Regions from separate parts of the Mus musculus genome. Here region 1 is linked to region 2. The links are chromatin contacts, called in public Hi-C maps. All regions are on one chromosome and are shown on one strand. Each heading gives the region's core, a stretch centred on a gene start, on an enhancer-like site or on the middle of the called end of the contact. The rest is flanking DNA. Distances are from core to core; before and after follow the strand shown.

What was found. A called contact is a pair of places that touch in the nucleus more often than the background predicts.
Region 1: a contact with region 2 is called in a Hi-C map of cranial neural crest, with 2.1 times the contacts expected there. The contact joins the promoter of Ptx3 here to the enhancer-like site in region 2. A contact is called at or near these places in 1 of 39 promoter capture datasets (macrophages), 9 of 484 Hi-C or Micro-C datasets (the 3T3-L1 cell line, the HL-1 cell line, the MC3T3-E1 cell line and 5 more), 1 of 115 datasets of contacts at active chromatin or transcription factors (the NIH/3T3 cell line) and 2 of 9 other capture datasets (adipose tissue and liver).

Annotation. Positions count from the first base shown.
Region 1 is chr3:66,214,924-66,221,680 of GRCm38.p6, reverse strand. It overlaps Ptx3 (pentraxin related gene), which reads right to left and starts at 1,794. Exons shown (of 3, transcript NM_008987.3): 1 at 1,490-1,794; 2 at 630-1,031. The coding sequence starts at 1,619. Veph1 (ventricular zone expressed PH domain-containing 1) reads left to right here. Exons shown (of 14, transcript NM_145820.3): 5 at 6,104-6,270.
Region 2 is chr3:66,164,457-66,171,230 of GRCm38.p6, reverse strand. All of the region lies in intron 7 of Veph1 (ventricular zone expressed PH domain-containing 1), which reads left to right. Among named protein-coding and RNA genes, the nearest start is that of Ptx3, 52 kb to the left of the region's middle. Within about 2 kb of position 4,155, at least 11 of the 459 cell types and tissues checked have an H3K27ac peak or open chromatin away from gene starts, as enhancers often do.

The DNA of each region.
Region 1 (6,757 bases), core at 545-3,044, 53 kb before region 2:
GCACAGTCTGAATAGTCCCTTTCTTGTGTGGTCCTGGGGGACTGGATAAAGCCGTCATCTACTCCCTCTGACTCCTGCGCCTGACTTTATAAAGCATGCCCCCCTTGACCTTCACTGTGGAACTAAACTGGGATGAGGGAACCCTGAAGGGATTCTGCTGAGTCTGCAGGAGATCCAATTAGGCTCCAGTCAACTCAGAAGGAGCAGAGGGGGAGGAGTCGGCCAAGGGGCTGGGAAAGTCGCTGAAGTTAGCCAGGGCCCTGAAATAGTCGGAGGAAACAGGAGCTGGCCTAAAGAAAGTGACGGGATAAAATTAGAAGACTTGGAAATCCCTAACGGAGGGACTCGGGGCAGCGAGGAGGGTCACTGTTAAACACCTGCCAATGGACTCCTTCAATATCTGGTCGGATCCGGTATCAGGAACCTCTGACGTCAACTTCCAGACTGATGGTTTAAATCCTCGTTTTTTTCTTTTGGGTTCCTCGGGCTTGGAAATACTTTTAAAAGGCAATGAGCCTGCCTGGCGTGGTGTGAGCTCTGTGAGTGTGCCTATGAAAAGTACTGGGGCTCTGAGTGTGAGGGTCCCCACAAAAGCTTGCCTCTAGGGACAGAGCCGACCGTGGGCTTACCTGCGGGCAGCCAGTGGCGGGCGACCCAGCTCTGCACGGCGCTCAGGTCGGCGCGCGTCCGCCGCAGTTCCTCCAGCACAGCGCCTAGGCCAGGCACTGTCGCCTCGGGTCGCCGCGCCTCCGCGTCCTCCAGGCGCGCCAGCCTGAGGCTCGCGTCACGGCTCTCCTGCAGCAGCGGCTCCAGCGCCCGCACCAGCCTGGCGTCTGCGGGGCCACCGGCTGCGCACGGCCTCGCCATGCCGCCCGCCAGCCGCCCCAGCTCTGCCCGCAGCCGCTGCAGCTCTCCACGGAGGACGTCGTCGGTGGCCTGCAACAGCATGCCCTCCCGCATCTGCGAGTTCTCCAGCATGATGAACAGCTTGTCCCACTCCGAGTGCTCCTGGCGGCAGTCGCATGGCGTGGCTAGAACGCAGGACACACACAAGTGTTATCAGCTTGTCCTGGGTGGCCATGGGTTGCACTCTTGGTGACTCCAAGTTTCAGCCTGTCCCCAGCAACCGCTCTCCTTCTAAGGATAGCTCTGAAAACAGCGTGCGTGTAAACTCAAAGATGACACAGGACTATTCTTTATAGGACATGTTAAACTAACTGAGAAAATGCCATTAATATAGCTAAAAACAGTTAAAGATTTCGTATAACTTAACTCATCATAAATGTTACAAAAATAATTTAAAACCTCTGGCTTTTCTCAGATAGTCCTTGCTTTCTTGCTTTCCTTTTTTCCCCCAGTCCTTGCTTTCACAAATAAAGTATAATTTTAGCTTGCTTCATTGGCTATCTATGTTAATTATGTTAATCGCGCCCCCCAAAAAGTGAGTTATGTAGTTTTGATACGCTGAGAGAGTTAAAAATGAACTTACGGTCCTCGGTGGGATGAAGTCCATTGTCTATTTCGTTGTCCAAATTCACATACATGAGCTCGTAGTCATCCGAGGTCTCAGCCACTACTGCAGACCAGAGAGCACAAAGCAGGATCGCAGGGAGGTGCATTGCTGGAGAGGCGAAATTTGCTTCGCAGCCGCAGGGGAAGAAGCGAGACTCTACAGTGATCCGAGTTTGAGCCCGGGAGAGATAGTGTGAGGCAGGAGTGAAGCCCTTAATAAACGCTCCAAAGCATGAGCGGGATGAATGACTAATGTCGGTGGCACAGCGCGAGGGAGTTCCCCTGGATTTGGGGGAGGGGGTTGGGTGGGAGGGCAAGGGAGCTGAAGAGGTTGCACAATGTTAAACCACCGAGGTCCACACTGCAGGCAGATTAATTAGAGGCGAGTCAGGGGGAGAAGGGGAGGGAAGCTGGACTTTTCTGGTGCCCCTGAGGATTAGTTGCTGTAACCTGAAGTGCTAGCGCTTTGGGGGGTGAGGAGCACAGAGGTACAGGGCGAATTATCATTTTGGCATTTGGTGTGAGCTTTCATTACTCCACAACCCCTGAAGTTATGGAAAACTTTTTTTTTTCACTTTTCCTTTGGATACTTTCTCAAGACCAAGCTATAGAAAATGATTCCGTGACTCCAAAATAACCCATTAAGAATTTTTATGACTCTAGAAGTCAATCTTGACTAACTAGTCTTGACTCCTCTGGTGGAGCAACTAAAAAACACAGTATGGCTGGGTCAAAACCCAGTAAAACAGGAAAGTGAGGGCGGGAATATAGTGGCTTTAGGTGCTTGGGTATTCTTGACATATCCTATCAAGGTCCTGTTTTAAATTTACATTAGTGACTGTGTGTGTGTGTGTGTGTGTGTGTGTGTGTGTGTGTGTGTAAAACCTGCCCCCTCCCCCAGTGCAAAGTACCTAGATAGGTGTTGATAAGTCATAATAATAGTGATAAAAAATTAAAACATTTGAATAAACTCCAAATAAAGCAAGATCTAAAAAACTACACAGATCTAGAGGGAACCACTCCCAGAGGATACCCCTGAGCTGATACAAGTCTCCAATATACAAAGGAGATGGAGGGGGAGGGTTACCAGTCACATCCTGATCATGATGGCAGGGCTACTACCCTCAGGCCAGGCCTCTCAGAAGGCTGCCTCTTGGATTTCCATAGGTAAATTCCTCTGCTCCTGACAGAGACTCATGAGTGGCTTTCCTGGCCTGAGTGCCCTCACGCATCTGGAATGCACATGCATGTACCATCCACCACAATAAAAATGAATCCACAGTTAAACATAGCTAGACACGGAGGGAACAGGGCATCATAAGCATGAATCAACACAAAGTCAAAAGGCATCAGGCCCCTGCTCAAGAGCTTCACTTATTTGAGATCACGGCTAAAGACAGGGTATGTTTGAAACCGTTAAAGCCATCAGAAAGCGATGGCAATATGAGACAATACGATATTGTTTAAAGGGCAGTGTGGAGCCACAGCTTTGTAAGGTGCTTTTCTCCTAAGGCTGTGGGCTCGAGTTCAGTTTCTAGAGTCCACATTAAGAAACCTGATGTGGTGCTGTGAGGTCCTAATGCCAGTACAGAGAGCCTCTGGGATCCCTGGCTAAACAGCTAAGCCTATTGGGCAAGTTAAGGCCCACGAGAGACCCTGTCTGAAAAAGCAATGTGGAAGAACTGGATAAAAATGCTTACTGTTCTTTCAATGTCTGTGGATTGTAGCATAGTTACCTGTACTGTATGGCTAATGTCCAATTACAAATGAGCACATACCATGTGTGTCTTTCTGGGCCTGGGTTACCTCACTCAGGATGATCTTTTCTAGTTCCATCCATTTGCCTGCAAATTTCACGATGTCTTTGTTTTTAATAGCTGAGTAATATCGCATTGTGTAAATGTACCACACTTGATCCATTCTTCAGTTGATGGACACCTGAGTTGTTTCTAGTTTCTGACTATTACAAATAAGGCTGCTATAACATAGTAGAGCAGGTGTTTCTGTAGTTTGGTGGAGCATTTTTTGAGTATATGCCCATGAGTGGTATGGCTAGATCTGGACTTCAGAAGACAGAAGATAACAAGTCTGAGTGATTTCGGGCCCTTTTTCTGATGGTTTCTTCTGGAAGCTATAGAAAATAATGTCTTTCAGTCATAGAGTACATTAACAAAATGGTGCCCTGGGGTAGAGGGGCAAACAGGAAGAATAAAGGTAAGAGGCCAATTTGAATGAAAACCAGCATAATAGCGAATGGAATAAAATAGTTTGCAAAGAGTTCTGCATGTAATTAATTTATTCATGTAAAATTATAAGGCAAGAAAACGGCTCTAAGATGATAATGGATGCACACATGTAATTAAGGTAGAAAACCCTTCACAACAATGAGAAATACTAACTTCACAGGGATGATGACCTCTGAGGAGAAAAAAAGAACATTAGTCAGGAAACACTTATGGCACGAGGCAAAGTTTTGGTGCAGCTGGATGGCAGGCACATCGCTGTCGTTTTTATCGTTTCTTATGCTTGTATGTGGGCTGGAGACATTCGGTATCTAAGACAAAATGTGACTTAGAAGTGTACAGAATTTCTACATTCAGATTTCTTCATCAGTTTTGAACTGAAAAATAAAGTAAGTTCTTTGGCACTTATTTTTGGGTTTATTTCGTTGAAATTGAAGTCAGTCAAAAATGACTAATCTAGGGATTTCCCCTTCAGAACGCCCCCCCCCCCCAGGGCCTTTGTTGGAGATAGTAGTAAAAGCCATACTGCAGATTCCTGTCCCAGATTCTAGCTACAGCCCCGTTCAGTGTGACCCTTCCCATCAGCTGACCAGTGTGCAGAAACAGCTGAGTTCCATGACCTAATGTGTTCTACATCAATTATGTACTGAACCAAAATTCCCCCAATTTAAGGAGAAACACAATACAAAAGCAAGCAGAAACCTAACAAAATATATTGTTTGATATTAAATTGTTATAAAATAGTGATGGGAACAGCATCATTTTAAAAATTTACTCTAATTTTATACATCCAGGTGTTTTGTGTGCAAGTACATGCCCGGTACCTGTGGAGGCCAAAAGAGGGTGCTGTATCCTCTGTAACTGTGAGGTTTCAAGCCACAATGTGGGTGCTGGGACTCAATTTCTGGTCCTTGGAAGAGCAGCCAGTGCTCTTATGTACTGTGCCATCTCTTATCCCAGGGCAAAATTCTTTATGTGTAGTTGTTAGCTTCACTTTGAGACAAAGCCCTGCTATGTGGCCCAAGCTTGTCTTGCACTCAGTACGTAGTCCAGTGAACTTGTGGTCATCCGCCTGTCTCAGTCTCCCAAGTAATGAGGTGGGAGATGTGTACCACACCACATCTGGCTCTTACAAACTATTTTTTTTTAATTTATTTCCAAAATTTTTCATTCTATGGATGTCTTGCTAAGACATGTTTGAAACTACTCTACGAAAAGGAAGTCTTAACATTCTTTACCCAAATACATTAAATTTGTCTGCTTTCACTGAATATTGATACTCATATTCTAGAAACTCAAGCTTTCTCTCCTTGATGTTCATAATTAAATGTCTTTTGTAAATTCACACATCCTCTCCACTTAATGAAGGTTTACATATGTATACTTTCTGCTTGTTTGATTCTTCCTGTGTATACTTTCCATAATAAAGCCAACTTTAAAGAAAAACTAAACCACAGACAGTGTTGGGGTGAATATGGCCATTTGAAGAGTGCTTGCCTGGCATGTGTGGAGCCCTTGGTTCAATCCTAGCATCAAAAGCTGTAAATCGAATCAAGACAGTTTTCTTCGAGAAACCTCTAGAACCCAAATTCTCTGGGACACTTAATAAGTACCCGACTGGATTCTGGGTGAAACATCCATACGTAAAGCCACAAGCAGCTGCTTCCCACATGCTACAGCTTATGGACATTTTTTTCCTTCGGGTTTTGCCACTTTAAATCCAGGTGTCACACATGTCTTTGAGCAAATCACATGTGACAAACAAGCTAAGTGCAAATTTCCTCCATTGAAACGGTGTAAAAACTGAGGATTTAAATTTGTGGTGCTACCTTTAAAACTATCCCTAAGACTAAGGCACCGTCTCCATGTCTCTTGTCTAAGCAAGCCTCCCACCCCTCAGGAATGTGAGCGCATTCCTCAGAACATTTTTTTGGTTCAGTTTCATTTAGGTTTATGCTTCTAACACTGCTTGCTTTCCATTTCAACATCAACCAAATGTTGCTTCTTACCAGGAGTTCTTTCTGGGAACTGTCTCGTCGGGGGTGTGGTCTGCTTACTGTCACGCACGCCTGTATCCCCTGAGGAGCATTACTCAGGAAGAAAAATTCACTGAATAATAATACTGATTGTATCATTAAATATCCGCCCCTTTCCAATCAGTTGGAATGGCGCTCTACTGACTCACTTTTACAGAATGAGATACTCTGGTACATGTAACGGAACTTTTGGCTATTGGCTGTGATGCTTAAGTGCAAAGATTATTATATTGACAATAATATTATTTCCATTGCTTCCAGAGTTGATAAAGTCACTGCTGTTGCCTTTATTTTGTCCCCCCCTCCCAATAGGAAATGCCATGCTGTTAAGGGTGCTACCTGCTGTATATGAAAAGCAGCCCCAACCAATCAACAGACACCTGGCAGAACTCCTGGCCTTGATGTCTCAATTGGAGCAGACAGAACAGTACCATCTACTAAGGCTTCTGCACGTAGCAGCAAAGAGAAAAGATGTGGAGGTAAAAAGTACACTGTTTACCAAACGCACTCACTGTGGTGGCCCACACAGCAGACAGGCTTCTGGATGATTTGAGCAAGATTATATGTGCTTAGGGTTTCCTTGCAAGCAGAAGCTCTACTTACAATATATTTGTATGAAGTGTGTGTGTGTGTGTGTGTGTGTGTGTGTGTGTGTGTGTATGCATGAGGGTATGTGTGTGTACATGAGGGGGTGGGTACATAAGAGGTATGGATGTGTGCATGAGGGAATGTGTATGTATATGAGGGATATGTATGTGTACATGAGTGTGTATGTGTACATGAGGGTGGGTGGGTGTGTTCATAAGAGGTTTGTATGTGTGCATGAGCGAATATGTATGTATATGAGGGGTATGTATGTATACATGAGTATGTGTGTGTATGTACATGAGATTGTGTGTGTGTGTGTGTACATGAATGAGGGTGTGTGATGGTAAATAAACAATCAAACTTTATATGAGACTTGGT
Region 2 (6,774 bases), core at 2,906-5,405:
ACCTTTCTTAGAAGTTGAACTCTTGCCCTGTAGGAGTGACTGTGAGATTTGGTACATGGTAGGGTAAACTCAGAATGACCTTCAAGAAGGCCAATCTAGTCTCACTACAGAGACTCTCCCAGCAAGAAGATGACAAGAGTCAGATCAAACAAGGGAAAGAATACATCCATGAGTGTTGCCCATGAGGAAATTATTGATGATGGTAGTGAATGAGCGACTAAAATTTGACTGACCTGGAAAGAAGGCAGGTGGGACTGAAGAGTGACATGCCCTTCCCATTCTTGTGGGTGGTCCTGTGCAGTGCACACAGCTAGACTTTTCCCTTCTGGTTGGTGGTCCTGTGCATTATAAGATGTTTCTCAGAAACCTGAGCCCTTACCTACAAGATGGTGGTAATAGTGTCCTCCCTTAGTTGTGACACTGAACTTGGCTACAGCATTCCTAAATGTCTTTTAGGTAACAAAGAGTTCCCCAGTTAAGAACCACTACCCCCCCACACACACACACACATTTGAGCTTGTGTATGTGAAAGTGTTATATAAAGTGAGAAAGGGGTATGAGGCTGTTGCACTCAATATTTTAACCGTGAAATTAATCTCTGATAAATAATCCCCAGTCCTATGAGCAATATTACTCCCTTTAGTATTTTATTTTGGAAGTAAAAAGAAAAAGAGAAGGAAGTAAGGAAAATAATGGGGCATGAAGGGAGAAAGGGGAAGGAAGGAAGGAAGGGAGGAAGGGAGGGAGGGAGGGAGGAAGGGAGGGAGGGAGGGAGGAAGGGAGGAAGGGAGGGAGGGAGGGAGGGAGGGAGGGAGCAAGGAAATCATGAGGATGTAGCTCAGTAGTAGAGCACTTTGCCTTGCCTGTGAGGTCCTGGCTTCACTTACCAGCAATGAAAAAAAATATAAAATAAAATAAAAGTAAAGAAATAAAGGGGTCAGTGTTCATCCCACATATGGCCATCACCTCAACTTCTCTCAATTCAAACTATTTCTCCCAGCTCAACCCTTGCTGTCAATCTCCTTCTAACAGATTGTAATTATTCAGTGGGAACCTCAGAAGTGTGTTGTGGACAGCTAGCCTTTTGTGCCCAGGGCTCATCCTCTCTGGGCTGGTTGCTAAGGCTTCTGTCCCAGCATCTTTTCCCTGAATAGCCTTCCTTGTGACCATGTGAGTCTACTCATTTGAGTCCATGCCCCCAAAGAAGAAAGGTCTACACTTTTGTGTGGCACAAAGACAAAACCCGATTCTCACAATTAAGGGGAAAATGAACAAGTGGAGCGATCCTGAAAGAAAATTAAAGATGATAAAACTCAAAGCAGATGTCAACTCATTTACAAAAGTGATACAACGCTCAGCAGGCCAGATTTTAGACTTCAGGCCAAAACAACACGACTATCAAAAGAAATACAATTAGCATCCGAGAGAGAATGAAAAAAAATGAAGCAGATGAGCCTCCCTCTGCCAAAGATGCTGAATACATTGAGTGAGTTTGTAAAGGGCAGCAGGTGAATCTATTTGCGTTTTCCCTGTTCCCGTGTTTCTAAAAATGTGTTTGTATTTAAATAAAAGCCAACAAAGCCTAAACAGCAGAACAGTTAAGTTTTGAAATCAATTCCAGAGAAATAAAAGAGGAGTCATAAGGGCACCTGTGGATTGACAAGGTGGATGTAAGGAGCTGGGGAAAGAGACCTTTGCAAATGGCATGCCCTTTGTGGCCTTCTAGGAAGCCCTTGACAACTGGGATGCTTGCCTGTCAGACCATGTCAAAGCTGGGGAAGAGGAGAGTGTGTTCTTGGTGACTATGTGACTGGCTGAGCAGTCCCCCAGAAATCATTTAGTCCAGTGACCATTACAGTAGACCTCAGCTTTTCAATTTTTTTCTACTTGCAACTTCTTCATAGTCAAGAAATTTTGTGACCCTGCCTGTGTGTATAATTATTTTTAGAATTCATATACAAATCATACCCTTATTGACAATAAACCACAAAGAAATTTAAGACAGATCTTTGTGATATATATATGTGGTATGTGTGTGTGTATGTATATGTATCCCATTTATTGACATTGTAGTATATAATTGGCATATTGGCATATGAGATAGATGTCCGTATTTATTTTTACAGAAAGAATTGTTTTGCATGAATATTTAATACTTCTGGACATAAAACATCTTTAATTACTCTATGAGTAAATTGATCATTACTTTAAATTTATAATCATCAGTGCTGAGACATCACTTCACATAAACATATAGTGCAAAAAGACAGAAGTTCATGTAGGGGTATTTTGGGCACTGTAGAAATTCTGTCTAAATACAAAGTTAGAATGTGTTCCTGTTTTTTATGAAACTTGTTCGACTTTGAAATAGCAATTTCTAAAACCAAGCATCGAAACCCAATGCTAGCCGAAGACATAGGAATTTGATAGCTGTGGGCTGAGGAGATAATGGTAGGAAAATACTGGAAGTCTGCTTCCAACATTAAACCATCACGTTTACCGAGGAAAAGAAAACTTTTTAAGAAAAACATACCAGAGTCTTGAACCTGAGCTGAAGTGTTTGAGGCAGTGTTTGCTGGCATGTGGCGCGTGGTGTAATGACACGCACAGTGCAAGTGCGCATGTTGTACACTGAAAACCAAGGCTACTGTGCAGTTGTGCATGCACCCTTGGTAAGCATTCTCAGAAGCACCTCGGGTCATTCATTGCATGCTTGATTTTGAATTCATAGTTTGCCATTGCACCTTCACAAACCTTTTCCTGCATGTATATCCGTGCACCACATGCACACAGTGCTAACAGAAGGGAGAGTAAGGCATGGATCTCCCTGGAACTGGAGTTATACGTCGTGATAAGTCACTATGGGTGGGGTCTCTAGAAGAGCAGCGAGTTATCTCTCCAGCCCATTCTATTTAATCCTCACAAGAAAATATTTTAATGTGCATTAGCATTTAGAGGCTTCACATAAAACACAATGGAATAAATTCTCGTAGAAGAAAGGAGGAACTAGAGAGATGGCTCAGTAGATAACAGCACTTCGTGCTCTTTCAGAGGTCCTGGGTTCAGTTCCCAGCACCCATGTGGCAGCAAACCTTCAGTATCTCCAATTCTAGGAGATCCAATTTTCTTCTCCTGGTCTCCATGACTCCTCCATGCACATGGTACAAATAAACTCATGCAGGCTCACACACATACACATAAATAAAACAATAAAAATAAACCAATAACCTAGCCCAAAACGGAAGCCTTGACTCAAGCTCCGCTCTCCTTGTAGGCCTGAAGTAATTTCCATGTAAGTTGCAGGCAGCAATCCATGAAGCTTCCTTTCATTTGTTCCTTTAGTCTAATCCAGTGGAGCTCAGATTTTAGTGTGGATAAGAGTTATATACACAGCACTTATATGATGCAGAGAAATTGCCCAAGGTGATTTCTGCATATTCCTACCAAATTCAGACCAATTCTGCTTACCTTTCTCCATCACATTTCAGAACACCGTCTTCATTCCTCTCTTCCCATGAAAGGCTGCCATGTCCTACAGCTACAGTTGGGTACCACTTCTCTATGAGGTCCTACCACCCACTCTTTCCCATGGCCCCACTGTCCTCTAAACTTCTATAGCTGACATCCCGATCCAGCCCTCCAGCTCCCAAATCACTACCTATCTCTCGTGCCTACTTGTCTCCAAACTAAAGCACCAGTATCCAAGAGAAATATATTCTTTAAGGTGCTTACAAAAAAAAAGAAAGAAAGAAAAAGAAAAAAACTCTTGTTTTTTTTAAAAGCAAGGTATGTTTACACAAAGGGGGAAAACTGATTTTTTGAGACCAACTGTTGGCTCAAGGAATGCACACAAGTAATTTCAGGACATAATTAAAACCATATGACATTCTGGACAGTATTGCCCCCGCTTAGGAAAAGTTGAAGGTACTTCTACCCCACTGACTAAGGTAACATCTAAAGATAAAACTGAAGTTTTGATAAGAAAATAGTGTATCCTTTCCATGTAGAGATATCCTCTATCAAAAGAAAACCCCAGTGGCCTTTTGTAGCAGTTGTGTGGCTGCTGTGACCCTTCTGTACATATATATGAAGTAATAGCTTCAGGTTTTGCCCTGCTTACCAAAGAGGTTGAAGCTAACATGTGGTACCATTTATGTTCCATCTGTTGTTCATTTTCCTCATTGGTCGTTCTTCCTTAACCAGTACTTAGGGCTAAGGGAAGGTCTTTAAAGGTATTTCAGGAATTCATTTATTAGCAAGAGACATAGGTGGGAGATATCATTATCAGCTTTGGAAGCAGTGGAGCAAGGCCAGTGAAAAAGAGATCCCAGCAAGGCTGGCTCTGAAGAGTGTGGACAAAGTGGAATGGGAATAATGGGATCCCTGCCTGAAGTGTGAGCAACGCAGCTACAGCTTTGCCAGGAACCCAGGGAGACAGCAATACTCAAATCACAGGACACACCAAAACATAGACTTTTGTGGAGTGCCCATGACCCGGTGTTCAATTTCGAACAAGGCAGAGAACACCCAGGATCTGGCGGAGGAAAAGGGCACTGGTGGGAGATGTAAGGGGACCTGGCCTTCTCCTACCCATCTGAGATGATGTTTTGCAGGATCGCAGCAGACCCTCGTTACCTTGCTGCTTGATTCTTTGTTTCAGGAAATGGTCCTTGTTCCTTGAATCTTAAAGTCACCATTTGTGTGGTGTTTTCTGAGTCTTGAACATCTTATCAGTTGGGGTTAAAAGAAGACACTTGTCTTCCGGATCAGCTTGAGGGTTTCTCAGTGACTATATAGCACTTGTTTCCTGTGTCTGGCTCCTGAAACATATGCCTCAGAGATACCAGGATTTGATCATTCTTAGTTACCATGCCAGGCTCACAATCTGTATCACTGTTCCTGAGATAGATTAAAATGCATCCTAAACCAAACAGCTTCTAAAAGGCACTGTTTTCAGGGGCAGACTTTGGAAGCAGACACTTCCGCTCAGAGGTGGCTAAGAAGCTGAGGAGGTCACTTCACATTTCTGAGCTGCTTCCCCCTTTGTAATTGGAACCACTAATAGTCTCTCTCTCTCTCTCTCTCTCTCTCTCTCTCTCTCTCTCTCTCTCTCTCTCTCTCTCTCATAAGGAATAACTTCTCTACAGGATATGTTCTAAGACCCCAAGCCTAAAATCAAAGATAGAACCAAGACATATGTATTACGAGTTTTCTAATACAAGTATACCTATAATAAAATTTATTTTAGTGATTAGCCACAGTAAGAGATTATTAATAAAATAGAAACATTATGATGTTAAAGCATTATAGGGTTGCTGTCGCCTTTTGCCTTTTCACTAAAGAAAAACATTACTGAGCCCAAATTGTTAACACATCTCTGGCTTAGCCAAACTGCTGAAATTAATTACTATTCTTGTGCTTTTTGGGGGGGGGCGGGGGATTTTCAAGACAGGGTTTCTCTGTATAGCCCTGGATGTCCTGGAACTCACTTTGTAGACCAGGCTGGTCTCAAACACAGAAATCTGCCTGCCTCTGCCTCCCAAGTGCTGGGGTTAAAGGCTTTATCAGATTAAAAAAAAAAGAGTTACTTAAATGCAATCATTTTACTATTACAAAAATGAATATGGTAACTAACATGGGGTATTACAGTATATATTATATATAGTCATGGATATTCTGGGCAAAAAGATGATACTTGCCCTGGGTGAAAGAGAACAAGATGGTATAAAAATTCATCTTACTACTTAGAATGATGACCAGTTTAATATGTTTCTTGAATTTTCTATTTGATGTAACTGAGCCATCCTAAAACAAAACCAGAGTTAAAGGGCACAAATATGGGGACTCAGAACATCAATGCCTATGGATAAACGTTCAGTATTAGCATTGGCATCCTATGTGAGGTGAGCATTGAGGTAGGTGACTTTAGAATACTCAGCTGCAGGGGATATGGCCCACAGACAAGTGCTTACTTGCAAACTCTCTCTTATCAGACCACAGCACAGTTCGTCCAGAACCTGTAGCGTGTGCAGCAACACGGCATTACCTCATCAGGCAAGCACGTGGCCAATTGACACTACAAGCTTAGTTTACCCATTACATGAAAATAAAAACAACAGACATGTGTTAGCCACAAGCAGTTTTAAAAGAGCTGTGATGGATCCTAAATGGAGCTACTGACACCAATCTGAGGGGAACCCCAAGATAAAAGACTTACTGGGTAAAGGGTAACACACACACACACACACACACACACACACACACTTTTTCAGCCATGGGGGACAGATTACACTGTGACAAAACCAGTTCTTAACAGCACATATTTATCATAAGGTGAAAGTAAACCATTTTTCTTTTAAGCTGGCAAGGTACGTCTATTGGCTAAACTTTCCCATAGGTAAGTGCTGAGCCCTAAGACTGTGTGGTGTTCTCACCCCAGCCCAGCCAATGACATAGTCTCAACTAATGACATTCCTCCAATGCCGGGCAAATATTTGCTGATTTAGATCTCTGAAGGCTCGTGTGTTTAGCACCCAGTGGCTCTGTTTGGGAAGTCTATGGAACCTTTAGAAAGTGGAGCCTCCCTAGAGGAAGTGTATCCCTGAGGCAGGCCCCAAGACCCAGTCACCCCAGTTGCTGGTTACTGTCTGTTTTCTGAGTATGCAATATAACCAGCTGCCCTCAGTTCCTGCCACCATGCCTTCAAAGCCACAATGGGCAATCTTCCCCACAATCTACAAGCCAAAATAAACTCTTCTCTTTCTTTAGTTGTCT